2 separate regions of the Mus musculus genome follow, and region 2 is linked to region 1. Evidence: chromatin contacts called from public Hi-C data. All regions are on one chromosome and are shown on one strand. The core of a region is the stretch at or near the end of the contact, and the rest is flanking DNA. Distances in the headings are between cores, read along the strand shown. Region 1 has its middle 45 kb from the start of Gm33501. Region 2 has its middle 26 kb from the start of Gm34099.

Region 1 (6,704 bases), core at 2,816-5,315:
TGTGATGGCTAGAAATACAGACTCCTAAATCAAGCATCCTGTATGGGTTAAGCCCACATGACACACCACTCTGTTTCTCTGTTGTCTTTTCCGGAACTCCGTGCTTCTGACACTCTATACTAGTGACTTCCCCAAGAAAACACATCACGTTCTCTTGTCACATTGATAGACTCAGTGTTCTAAGTAATGATGCAAGAACACTTAGCCAGAACCTCATGTCCAGACCCTAGCAAGTCATTGCTTTTGGTGGTTGTTCTTTATTTTCTGAGACAGAGTGACCTGATGTTTTCTATTCAGCCTCGACAAGTCTTTAACTCAAGGCGGGTTTCCTGCATCATGTTCCCAAGTGGTTATAGACATGTGTTGAATCTAGCTCTTTTGATGAGACATAAATTGTGTCTGTTTACAAAGATCCCAGTTTCCTCATCCAGTAATGAGAACAGAGTTACTCCTATGGTTGTTCTGAGTTAGCGTGTAATTTTTTGATTATTTGTAATGGTTATTGATTGCTCTTTTTCTGCCTCATAAAAATCCAAAAGTCTAAAAAAAAAAAAACAAAAAACAAAAAAAAAAACCCAAAAACTATTATGCAATCAGCATGCCTTGTCTGTATTATATGTTTATCTCCTTGTTTGGAATTGGCCATTTAGCCAGTAGTCCTTCTCCACCAACTCCTACTTTAATTAGACCCTGTGAATCCTTAAAGGCGACACTCTCGAACACTCATGTGCCTTCAGCACCTATGATGTAGATCAACTGAGTACTAAACAGACATCTGGCTGTTTCACCCTATGATCCAACATGAGAAAGAATAAGAATCCTGTTTTGATCCAGAGATAGAATTTATAGTCAACCAGGATGATTTAGGAAATGTTAACAAATTATGAACTTTGACTTATTTTAATATTTTTGTCATTTAAGTAAGACGAGGCAAGTGCTGGACTGGATCTGGAATATTCTCTAAGGTCCCATGGTTAGCTTCTACTAAAGCTTGGCCCTATTGAAAGATGGTGGAACCTATAAGAGAACAAAGATCACTGGTACACCTTTCAAGGGAACCATGCGCTCTCAGCTCTTTCCTCCTTTTCTCTTTTGCTTCATGAAGTGAATAGTTCTGTCCTACGTGATTCTCTTGTGGAGTACTGATTCTCCACAAGCTAAAGTCACTGGATCAACTAATCATGAACATAACACTCCAAAATTGTAATCCAAATAAACCTTTTCTCTTGATAAATTGATTAGTAATGAGGTTTTCATGTGCTCAAAGCAGCCCCCCCAAATGCTCTAGATTATTTTCTAAGATCAGCAACGAAGAAGCTAAAATCCAGCAAGAGGCTAATCCCACAATGAATATACAATTTTTAAATTACAAGACAAGAGGCTCATACCTCTTATTATTTGCTGTATGAGACTCGAATTAAATATAATAATTTTCATTTCATGAAGAACTCATTAAAACTATTGTTTATTTGTTATTGTGGATCTCTTCTGTGCCTTCTTCCTTCTATTATCTCCTTTATAATGGAAATGTTTGTCTAGTATGCTATCCCCTGCATTGGCCACAGGCAAGTGGAACGGGCACAACACTACATCCATCCTCTCTCAACTTTCTACCATTTGGTTCCTACTTTTGATGACCAAATAGCTTTCTCTTGGCAAATTATAAATCCTCAACTCAAGTGCTATAATCAAGAAGGAGCAAGATGGGAACATTCCTGATATTAAAACAAGTGCATATTGTGGCCATAGGAAGTGGCACTATTAGGAGGTATGACCTTGTTGGAGGAAGTGTGTCACTCTGGAGTTAGGTTTTGATGTCTTCTATGCTCAAACTATGGCCAGTGTGGTCCACAGTCACCTTCAGCTGCTTTCAGTCAGGATGTCAAACTTTCCAGCCCCTTGTCCAGCACCATGTTGTCTGCCATGCTTCCTCTAATGAAGATAATAGACTGAACCGTCAAACTGTAAGCCAGCCACAATTAAATGGTTTACTTTATAAGAAAAAAGTCGAACAACAACAGAAAAAACAAATTCATAGTAATTTCGTCTGGTGTGAAGACTCAAATACTCAATGAGATATATGGTTTGATTGCACAATGAAGCATTATGGGTATAAGTAAAATAACATAACCTTATCAAGAAGATAAACCATTTTCATAAAATAAGGATAAAATATAAATAAATATATTTATTTTAAAATGTATTATTACCATATACAGTTTTTCAAATGGTTGCAAATATATAAAATTTGTGGTAGATTTTTAGCTGACTTTTTCTTCTTTTTAAATTTTACTTTTGAGATTATAATATAAATATATTTCTCTTTTCCTGTTCCTCCCTCCAAGCCCTTCCCTATACCTCTCCCCATTTCCTTTAAATTCAGTCTCTTTTTTTTTCACTCATTGCTATTATATGGTATATGTATATATATATATATATATATATATATATATATATATATTCCTAATTATAAACTGTTCAGTCCATGTTCTATGTCTGTTTACAGGGCTGACTGTTCAGTATTGGATAGCCAATTGGTGTGCTACAGTTAAAATCAGTGTCAGTTTTTTATGAGTCTTGTAGTGAGCAAAACTAAGAGATCATCCAGAACGTCTCCTGGATGTTTGAGCAAGCGTTTTCTTGCTTCAGTGATTCAGCCGCAAGTAGGTGGCTGTTGCTCCTGCAGTGATTTAGTCATTGATATTAAGCAGGTCTTGAAGTAATAACGAAGGGAAACTGTATAAAGTAAATAAACTTACAGCAGAAGATACATGTACCCAGAAAGTTCAACAATTTAGAATATTTGTCTGATTTTTTTTAAGTCCAAGAGTAATCTGTATTGATTACAACAGGAAGCTAGTTTTTCCAAGCTGGAGAATGTATGTGTGTGGGAAACCCGACTTTTAAATTTAAAATGACCTTTGAAGAGATTGCAACATGCTTATCATTGCTCTCCCTGAAGTCTCCAGAAACAGTTTTGTTAAAGTTATACGTGCAAAAACGTTCAATCCTTAGGGAAGAGTGTGTATAAAAATTTGTACTGAAAACTGAACCTGAAGCAATTTTATATATAGCAAAATTAGTTGCATAATCAGCCTTGCTAAACCATTCTTATGATTCTTATTTTATTTATATATATTGTTAACTTACCAGCCTTTAAATTTTATTGTTTCGTTTTCTTTGATAAAATAAACAAGTGACCCCCCCCCAATTTGAACGGGCCACTCAAGGAAACACCCTGTTCTTTCTTAAAGGCCAACCTGTCATGAGGAACTTTAAGATCTCAGTATGACAGGGTCACCAGCCCTCACCTTACCCCTTTAGTGATCACAGGGGTATTGTGACAGTGAAGAAAACAAGCTGAATTATTGTGGAGTCTCCTGTCTCTTGTTCTATACTTAAACCAGTTTCTTTTTCACAAAATGTAAGGAAATAATGTGTGTGTGTGTGTGTGTGTGTGTGTGTGTGTGTGTGTGTGTGTGTGTGTGTGTCTGTGTGTGTCTCTGTGTGTGTCTGTGTGTGTCTGTGTCTATGTGTGTGTGTGTGTGTGTGTGTGTGTGAGAGAGACAGAGAGAGAGACAGAGAGAGAGAGAGAGAGAGAGAGAGAGAGAGAGAGAGAGATGATGGGGGGACTGACAGTGGCGAGGGAAAGGAGAGAAAAGGGAAAAAGTATAAACTGGCAACTGGTTAATTAAAGTAGTAATGGTGTCAATTCCTTTGCACTGGAAATACGTCCTCCATTGTGTGCAGTTTCAGGGAGTGGAGATCCACTGATAAGACTGTGGGGTTGCAGTTGAGCTTAGATGAAAGCTTGCCATTTGTGGCCAAGTGGGAGGCAACTGCAGTAAGACCCGGGCAGGAGAGAAATAACTCATTTGGAGTCTGGCATGATGACGGTGCATCTCTTTTGCAATGGTTTCTTTGTCATGCTTGAATTATGGGAGTTTGATCTTGCTTTCTGCCTTTTGGCCAGACGATGTTTTGATCACTTCTATCAGACATCCATTCATCAAGGCCAGCATTTACAACTCCAGATCAGCAGAGGCTGCTGTGAGTCTTTTGAGATCTCAGAAGGCACAGGATGCATGCGGAGCCATGCCACGTACCAGAATTCATAGAATTTTCCAAATTCCACAGACTGGCCACCGTTAAGTGTCATAAGACAGCATTTGACTTTCTACCTGTGACTCAGTTTGTTACACGGCACCAGTGGGCTCTCTTAGAAGCTAATTTGGTTAAAACAGAAACTAAAATTCTCAACAAGCTAGAATGATACAAAATACTTCCACCAAAAGTTTTATAGTGTATTTAAATTAGAGGGAGGGATGTTTGGTGTTTCCTTAGATACTACAGGGAAAAAGAGGAGACAGTTGAATCAGGAGATCTCGCAGTACATTGTGCAGAGTATTATGATTAAAACCTCTTAAGTAAACTGTGCTGCGGGCTACCCTTTACATTTTGTTGTTTTGGCATCCCAAATGCTTTTGAAAATTGAAAACTGGGACTACTGGCCTATGACACCCCAGTGAAGCAGCAGTGCATGAAAGGAAACCTGGCACAATAAGAATAAACAATAATTCGGCTTAAGATGGATGTGAACTGTCAAAAGAAAGGTCCGTGCAGACAAGCCTCAACCACCCCAGACCTTTGCAACCCTTCTGCTTTTCCTTTTTCTCTCTGACAGTTCCCTAGAGGTTTCCGATATCACTCGTGGTAGCTGAGCCCTCTCTGTCAGTTGTTCCCAGTTGCCTCTCTACCAGTGCTTGTTTGCACTGGTATATATTCCAAAGTTTTTATATTATCCTCCCTTGTGGTAAGAAAAATTATACTTTTGCTTAAAACCACCCACTTTTTTTTTTCTTTTTGAGACAGTCTCTCTAAATGTCCTGGAACTTGCCAAATAAGCTAGGCTGTCTGGCTGGTAAGTCCAGGATTTGTCTATCTCTGGCTCCTTGGCTCTGGAATGACAAACATTCATAACACTGAGGTTTTTAGAACGTGGGTTTAGAGGATTGAACTCAGATCCTTCTTCTTGTAAGTCGAGGACTTTATGAACTGAGCAATCTTCCCAGCCCTGAGATGCTTTTTTTTTTCTTTTTCAGTGGAAATGGGATTGCTACAGACAGTAGGAGGAACACATGGAATCTTGGGGGCTTGCAGTCCAATGTACACTTTCTCTCTCCGGAAAGCCACTTCGTAACAGCTAGATCAAGGTCTCACAATGAACATGGGTTGTTAAAAGTGATGAGAAAACGTGGCTGGTGGGGTACAACTCTGTAGCTTAATGGGACTACTCTGGGGCCTCAGTATTGAAAACTTAGCAGCTGACTCTTGTACCTGGTGAAGAAGTCCATCCCTTACTAAAGGACGCTCGCTGAAGGGAGGCTTCAGTTACAAGTCTTTCTCTGACAGTTTTTCTTCACCTTTATAGAACATGGTTTTGTTTTTGTTTTTTCGTTTTTTTTCAATTCTTTTTGTTCATAAAAGGAAGTAAGAGGTCACTGATACCTGTTAAGTTTTGTTTTATTTGAGACACAGAAATGTTCAGTTGTCCCTGTAATTATTAAATTTTTAGTTCTGGGCTGGAGAGATAGCTCAGTGGTTAAGAGCACTGACTGCTCTTCCAGAGGTCCTGAGTTCAAATCTCAGCAACCACATGGCAGCTCACACCCATCTGTAATGAGATCTGATACCCTCTTCTGGTGTGTCTGAAGACAGCTACAGTGTACTTATATATAATAAATAAATCTTAAAATATTTTTTAGTTCTACATTAACCAAAAACTGACTATCTGAAGCTGCCTAATTCTCTCAGTGTTTGATATTGCCTACTTATTAATCATTGGATGCTTTGAACTTCAAGGCACAAGCCTTCCAGCTAAATTCTTAATGTTGGGTACAGAGCCCCTTCCTGAGCTGTCCTTAGCAAAAGGCCTTCTTGCCATATCTGCTCTTACCCACAAATACAAAAGCAGATAAGATTCCAGTGAGCTGGCGTCAACTTGAGGATAAAGCTACTCCTAGGATTCATGGAAGATACTAGATTTGTTTCATAGACAATAAATATGAAGGTCTGTGAGCTCATGGGGTTCAGATACCTACCTGCTATGGCCTTCTGGCTCTCACCAAGCCTGTTCCATGAAGGGGAACACAACGTCCATCTTATTTGGACAATTGTGTTGGGGAAAACTCTTGGTCTAAACTCTAATAAATACACTCTCACTGAAGGATGTGGAAGTAGGCATTTGTATAAGTGACTGAATGGGATATTGACTTACATATAAGATAATTCCAACTTATACTTTCACTGTATCATTTTTTTATTGGTATCTCATAATGCCCAGCCCATGGGTGTGAGTTCTAATTTTCCAGCAATAGTTTGCTCAGATAATGTCTACTTAGAAGTTCAGACTGACATTGCTTCTCTTCCCGAGCCCACCCTCTACGATCTAGGCTGTTTCTGACAAGATTAAACCTTCCCTCAAGGAATGTATTATCATTGTGTATTTGGCTATAGATGCTACTTGTGACTTAGGAAAAGGACTGATAGTCTTGCTAATTTTTCTATTTCCATGATATCTAGAGGAAATGTGTTGTATGTAATAGACTCTGGGTAACCCAATATATTTGTGGGTTTCTCAGTGGGTCTATGGCTACTCCATTTACTTATCAGGCTCAAGTAACTATTTTTCCTAGTCTACAATA
Region 2 (6,704 bases), core at 1,694-4,193, 500 kb before region 1:
AATGGGTGTGGCATAGGATTTTGAAGCCTCACTCCTTACACACATAAACTTCCTTCAACAATGTCATACCTCCTTATCCTTCTAATCTAGCAGTTCTCAACCTATGGGTCTCGACCCTTGGGGAGTTGACATATCAGATATTCTGCATATCAGATATTTACATTACTATTTATAACAGTAGCAAAATTATAGTTATTAAGTCGCAATAAAATAATTTTATGGTTGGGGGGCAATGCAACATGAGGAACCGTATTAAAAGGTCACAGCATCAGGAAGGCTGAGAAGCACTGTTCTAATCCTTTCAAACAGTTCCACTCCCCAGTGACTAAGCATTCAAATGTATGAGCCAGTGGGGGCCATTCTTTTTTCTGTTGTTGTTGTTTCGAGACAGGGTTTCTCTGTGTAGCCCTGGCTGTCCTGGAACTCACTTTGTAGACCAGGCTGGCCTTGAACTCAGAAATCCGCCTGCCTCTGCCTCCCGAGTTCTGGGATTAAAGGCGTGCGCCATCACGCCCGGACGGTGGGGCCTATTCTTAATCAAACCACCACAGCTGCTGAGTCTGGCTTTGCCTGGGTTCTGTGGATCTGAACTCATATCCTTGCACTTGTCCATGCATATTCACTGAGTCAATTCACCAGCCAGTCCCTTCTGATGACATCTTAAAAAAATTACTTATTTATGAATATGCTGTAGCTATCTTCAGACACACCAGAAGAGAGCATCAGATCCTGGTAGAGATGGTTGTGAGTCACCATGTGGTTGCTGGGATTTGAACTCAGGACCTTCAGAAGAGCAGCCAGTGCTCTTAACTGCTGAGCCATCTCTCCAGCCTCTGATGACATCTTATTGAAGATGCAGCAGCTCCTCTGCCTTGAATTCTCGTTCGGAGTTTGTAATATGTTTTCTTTCTCTTACACTATGGAGAAGACAGAGGGTCAGGGAAATCAGGTTACTGGCTGCGGGTAACGGAGAACACTATAAATTGAAAACAAAGGGATTCTCTTCTGGTAAGGTCTGTGTAGAAACATGGAGATCATACTTAAGAGCTAAATTCTAATAATGTGTCTTTTGAAGCCATTGCTCTTTCCATTATATCATCTCGTGGCATGCAAGAAGGCTGCCGTAATACTTTAAAATACCACCAACAAACTGCTGCAAGAGAAACGTTTTCCTGAGAACATTCAGCTCAACTGAGCCCACGAGTCACAGCTGACCTACATTCAATGAGCACATTTATGAAAGATGAGTAAGAGAACATTTGTCTCTCAGGCCACTGAGACGGGCTGATAGTCACAGTTAGTCATTTGGATCACTCCTCGGTTCTCCACAGCAGCCGAGTGCCTACAAGACCTTTTCTTAGATTCGTATTTAAGCGCCAGAGGGTAGTCAACGAGCTAAACAGGCAGATGCACTCTTGGTGTCTTCTCAGTGCGAACAAGACGTGCAGGAACAACAGCAGACCGCCACCGGACAACTCTGCCCTGTTCGTGGGCTGAGCTACCCAGAATAATTCATAATGGGTTCTATCATTCGAGGCTTTCTTGTTTAAAAGCCTGCTAAATCTCTCTGCCTGTCTTTCTCTGTCTCTCAGTCTCTGTCTCTCTCTTTCTCCATCTACTCTTCCTCCCCCCTCCCTGCCCCCCTTCTCTATGTGTTCCTGGACAGCCTTCTTTCTTCCCTCCTGTCTCCTCTCCTTTTGTCCTTCTCTGGTCCCCTCCCATATCTGCCTCTACCCCCTCCTCCAGGTCACAAATAAACTTCTTTTTCAAAATATTTTTCTTTTCTTTCTTTCTTTCTTTCTTTCTTTCTTTCTTTCTTCCTTCCTTCCTTCCTTCCTTCCTTCCCTTCCCTTCCCTTCCCTTCCCTTCCCTTCCCTTCCCTTCCCTTCCCTTCCCTTCCCTTCCCTTCCCTTCCCTTCCCTTCCCTTCCCTTCCCTTCCCTTCCCTTCCCTTCTCTTCTTCTTCTTCTTCTTCTTCTTCTTCTTCTTCTTCTTCTTCTTCTTCTTCTTCTTCTTCTTCTTCTTCTTCTTCTTCTTCTTCTTCTTTTTTAAGATTTATTTACTTATTTCTTGTATGTGAGTACACTGTCACTCTTGTTAGACACACCCGAAGAGGACATCGGATCCCATTACAGATGGTTGTGAGCCACCATGTGGTTGCTGGGAATTGAACTCAGGACTTCTGGAAGTGCTCACCGCTGAGCCATCTCTCCAGCCCTATTCTTTATTTAATTTATTTACATACCAAATGTTGCTCCCCTCCCCATCTCAGAGTTCTTTACCCCTCCCCCTTCCCCTTTGCCTCGGACAGGGTGCTTTCCCAGTCCACCACTGGCCACTCCACCCCCGAGGCCTTGCCTGGAGCATCAACTAACTCTCTCTCTGTCTCTGTCTCTCTCTGTCTCTCTCTGTCTCTCTCTGTCTCTCTGTCTCTCTGTCTCTCTGTCTCTCTGTCTCTCTGTCTCTGTCTCTGTCTCTGTCTCTCTCTCTCTCTCTCTCTTAAATGCGTGCTAAATTATCCGTTCATCTGCTTACTACAGTCATCTTCCATCCTCGGCCCTAGGATGTGAACAACCTGAGTTAGTATCAGAGCTTCCTGAGCGAATCTCCCCTTGTCAGCCACTCTTGCTCCCATGCATGGCAGGTAGATATACCCTCCCTCGACAGCGCGCTGCTCTTACAGCCTCACACCTTGGGCTCAGAAGGAAAGCGATTTCCAAGTTTCAAAGACAAACTTTAGAAATTCCGGTCACTCACCAGGCTTCTTGGGCCCTCCCTTTTGATGCAAGGTCATAAAGACTCAGGTTCTCACCTTGGTTTATGCTGTTGTTTGTTTTTTTTTACTTTATTTTATTTTTTTATTACAGGCTGTAGTTCTGCTTTATAAAGGAACAGGAAGTGAAAATAACCTTGGAATTCCAATCTTAAGTTGTTGTCGAGCGCCACCTGCTGTTTGTACTGAAAAGCAGCTTTAGAGGCGGGAAATATGCCTTTAATAAATACTTTAACCTATTGGCTATGTTTTACCACGGGAAAGAACCACGGCGGTGTTTTAGACAGCTGTCTGATTTTATGCAGGACTCAAGTCGTAGTAAAATAGCTCAAGAACAGTAGCTTACGCTATATTTCTTGAATTTCAGGTCCCGACTGTTCTTTAAGCCTACAAAAGAATTGAGTCGAAGTGAATTTCTGAAGAATATCCTTGTCCTTACTGCTGTTTCACAGGTGGACAAATAACATTTCCTGGACAGCCAACTGCTTTTTCCCCTGTATCTACACAGGATCTGTTTACTCTATGTGTCTCTTGACATGTGTGAATTGCAGTATAAATAATTTGCTACTGGTAATCGGCACAGATCATGAAAATTGCAAGGCAGGGGGTGACTCATTCAATTTTTATTGAATTATTGATTCTAAATTATTCATCCTCCCCAGCCTTTGCTCCCCTTTCCTGTGTATGCAAAAGACATACTTCTGGGCTTCCAATAGCTTCTTTGTCTTGACCAATGGGGCTTTCTTTGGTCAGTAGGGTGTGCTTTGAATGAATATGTGCCTGAGTGACTTCAATTAGGTCTGCCTTACCACTGACGGTCTCTACCAAAGCACAAAGCCTCCTCCCTCAGCTCCAGCTCCTGGAAGATGACATGGGTCACTGAACTAATCCCTAACAGAGGAGTTGAGCTTATCAGTCACAGCTGACCTATCTATGGTCAGCTCATGAGATGAATAGATGTTTTTTGTGTCTTTTAAATATTGTTGCTTGAGATCTTATTTTATTTATTTTACATGTATGGGTGTTTTGCCTGCATGCGTGTCTGGGCATCATCTGCGTGCAGTGCCCGAGGAAGGCAAAAGAGGGACCAGATCACCTGGAACTGGAGGTTGTTGGCTGATTGGGTTGGGTCTGGGAACTGAACCCAGATCTTCTGGAAAGGCAACCAGTGAGCCATCTCTGCAGTCCCTACACCTTTGTTTTTAATGTTTTCCAGCCACTTCTATTTTTCTAATGTTTAAAAGGCTTTAAATGTGGTAAAAATGTATACACATAAAAATCTATCATCTTATCAATTTTTAAGCGTACAGCTTGGTGCAAAATGCATTTATCTTGTGCACCCATCGCCACCGAATTTTCTTATCATTTCATCCTGTGACACGGAAATTCTGTATGCATTGAACAGAAACTTCCTGTTTCTCCTCACCTCTAGCACCTTTGGGGCACCGTCTTCATCACGACGGCCTCTATCAATGTAACGGTTCTCACGCCGTGACTTACATAGCCGTTCTCTTCTTGTGATTGATTTGTCTAGTGCAATGTCCTCTAAGTTCCTTCATACTGTTGTATATTTGATGTAGAATCATACTGTGCTGTGTATCTACTGTGTTTTGTGTATGCTTTCACATGTAGGTTGTTTCCTCCTGTGAGTAACTCTCAGCAACATTGCTGTGAGCCTAGCTATGCAGAACTCACTTCAAGTCCCCGCTTCCGATTCCATCGAGAGATGGGATTGCCAGATCATATGGTAACTCTGTTCTTATGTTGGTGCTTTCTACAACAGCTCGTCTCCCACCAGCAAAGCTCACCACATCCTTACTGACCCATTATGTGTTTCTTTTATGAGTCATCTTGATGCCTGGGAGGTGCTATCTCAATGTGGTTTTGTACAAACGTTTGCTTTTTAAGCTACGGAGGACTTGGGACTTTTTGTTTGTTTGTTTTATGTTCTTTGCTGTTGTCGATGATATTTTGTTTTGTTTTGGTTGTTTTCTGTGACGAAGGCTGACAGAGTTGGAACACAAGTCTGGCTGATTCCAAAACCTGCAGAAACTACCAGAGAAAAAGGGTATTGCCTCTAGAATGTGTTATTTAATTAATTTGTGATATGGGGAAAAAGAAGAGAGGGGGAGAAGGGAAGTGGTGGGGGAAGGGGGACCGGGAAAGGGAGAAACGGGAGGGAGAGGGGGAGGCAGGGGGAGGGAGATCACATTGTTAAGATTGTTACTCCCTCATTCTCTTTATGGCCCTTCTTTTTATCTTTGTAAAAATCACATATTAAGTCAAATGTAGTGGTGCATGCTTGTAGTCCCAGCTCTTGGGGGTGCAGGTGGGGGAATCAGAAATTCAGGGACAGCCTGGGTTACATGACATCCCGTCTCAAAGAAACCAAAAATAAAGTGTATGAAGCACTTTCTACCCTCTAATATAGTAGGACAGTGGTTCTCAACTTTGCTAATGCTGGTGACCCTTTAATACAGTTACTCATGTTGTGGTGACCCCCCCAACCAGAAAATTATTTTCATTGCTACTTCATAAGTGTAATTTTGCTACTGTTATGTATCATAATATAAATCTCTGATATGCAGGATATCTGATATTTGACCCCACACACACAGGATAGAGAACAGCTGTACTTGGCATTAAGCTTTTTAATGTTTGCAGCATGTTTCTCCTAGCAAATTTTAAGATAGAAAACATTTTTCCACTATAATCCCTATTTATAAAATGTGAGAGATAAAAAGTATTCATAATAAATTATTTATCTATCTATCTATCTATCTATCTATCTATCTATCTATCTATCTATTTATTTTTGATACAAAGCATTTAAGTGAATACACGAGGGGGCACTACCTGGGGAAAGAGGGGAACCATCCAGGGAGGGGCCAGGAATATGGGTCATGTCATTGTGGGAGGGGAGTAATTAAGTACAAAGTACACTGACATGTATATTTTAAAATATCACAATGAAACTATGCATGTTATGAACTATGTATGCTAACCTAAGACGAATAGATATCAAAAGAAAAATTTTTTAAATTAAAAATGATCGAATGGGGCTGGTGAGATAGCTCAACGGGTAAGAGCACTGACTGCCCTTCTGAAGGTCCTGAGTTCAAATCCCAGCAACCACGTGGTGGCTCACAACCACCTGTAATGAAATCTAATGCCCTCTTCTGGTGTGCCTGAAGACAGCAACAGTGTATCTATAATAATACACAAATCTTTAAAAAAAAAAAAAAAAAAGACTGAATGAAATAAAAGACCATTTCTGGATGCTTGCTGTGGTATTTTAATAACGTGGCCAGTAGAGGTCAGAGCTGAGTTTTAAAACATTGTCGATGGCAAATCATTTCATATCTGTGTTTACACAAGAGTCTGTTCATTCTAGGTGTCTCTTGATCTGTATGGACTGGGCAGTCACAATTGGCATGGATCATGAAAGGCATTACCTGGCAACAGATACCTCAAATTGGCTTCCCCTCTATACATGACCTGGTCTTGGAACTCAAGTAGAAAAGAAAGAAAGAAGGAAGGAAGAAAGGAAGGAAGGAAGGAAGGAAGGAAGGAAGGAGATATAAATTTTATTTCTGTAAGCTGGACTAGAAATAGACTTTAAGGCTATCCACAATTGTATAAATTATTGCTCATAAATAAAAGTTATATTCAATAAAACAACCAGAGGAGGCAATAAGTAATTGTAAAGCTATTTACCTATCTTAGCAAACATTTCCTACCCAAGTTTGTGCATGTGTGACTCTGTGTGGATATAACAGACTTGGTGGTTAATATTGGTTGTTAGCTTGCCCAGATGTAGACTTACCTAGGAGACATACCTTTGGCCGTGTCTATGAGGGTGTTTGCAGAGAGCTTCAACTGAGATAGGTTAATCTGCTTGCAAACTGGGGGTACCATTCCATAGGCTCATG

The links. Hi-C and Micro-C count contacts between places; a contact is called where the count stands out from the background.
Region 2: a contact with region 1 is called in a Hi-C map of the N1E-115 cell line, with 9 times the contacts expected there. The contact joins two enhancer-like sites. A contact is called at or near these places in 2 of 484 Hi-C or Micro-C datasets (the HL-1 cell line and the N1E-115 cell line).

The regions. Positions count from the first base shown.
Region 1 is chr8:56,929,987-56,936,690 of GRCm38.p6, reverse strand. No RefSeq gene overlaps it. Among named protein-coding and RNA genes, the nearest start is that of Gm33501, 45 kb to the right of the region's middle. Within about 2 kb of position 4,065, at least 8 of the 459 cell types and tissues checked have an H3K27ac peak or open chromatin away from gene starts, as enhancers often do. A contact at or near this core is called in the N1E-115 cell line, where this site is marked.
Region 2 is chr8:57,425,635-57,432,338 of GRCm38.p6, reverse strand. No RefSeq gene overlaps it. Among named protein-coding and RNA genes, the nearest start is that of Gm34099, 26 kb to the right of the region's middle. Within about 2 kb of position 2,943, at least 45 of the 459 cell types and tissues checked have an H3K27ac peak or open chromatin away from gene starts, as enhancers often do. A contact at or near this core is called in the N1E-115 cell line, where this site is marked.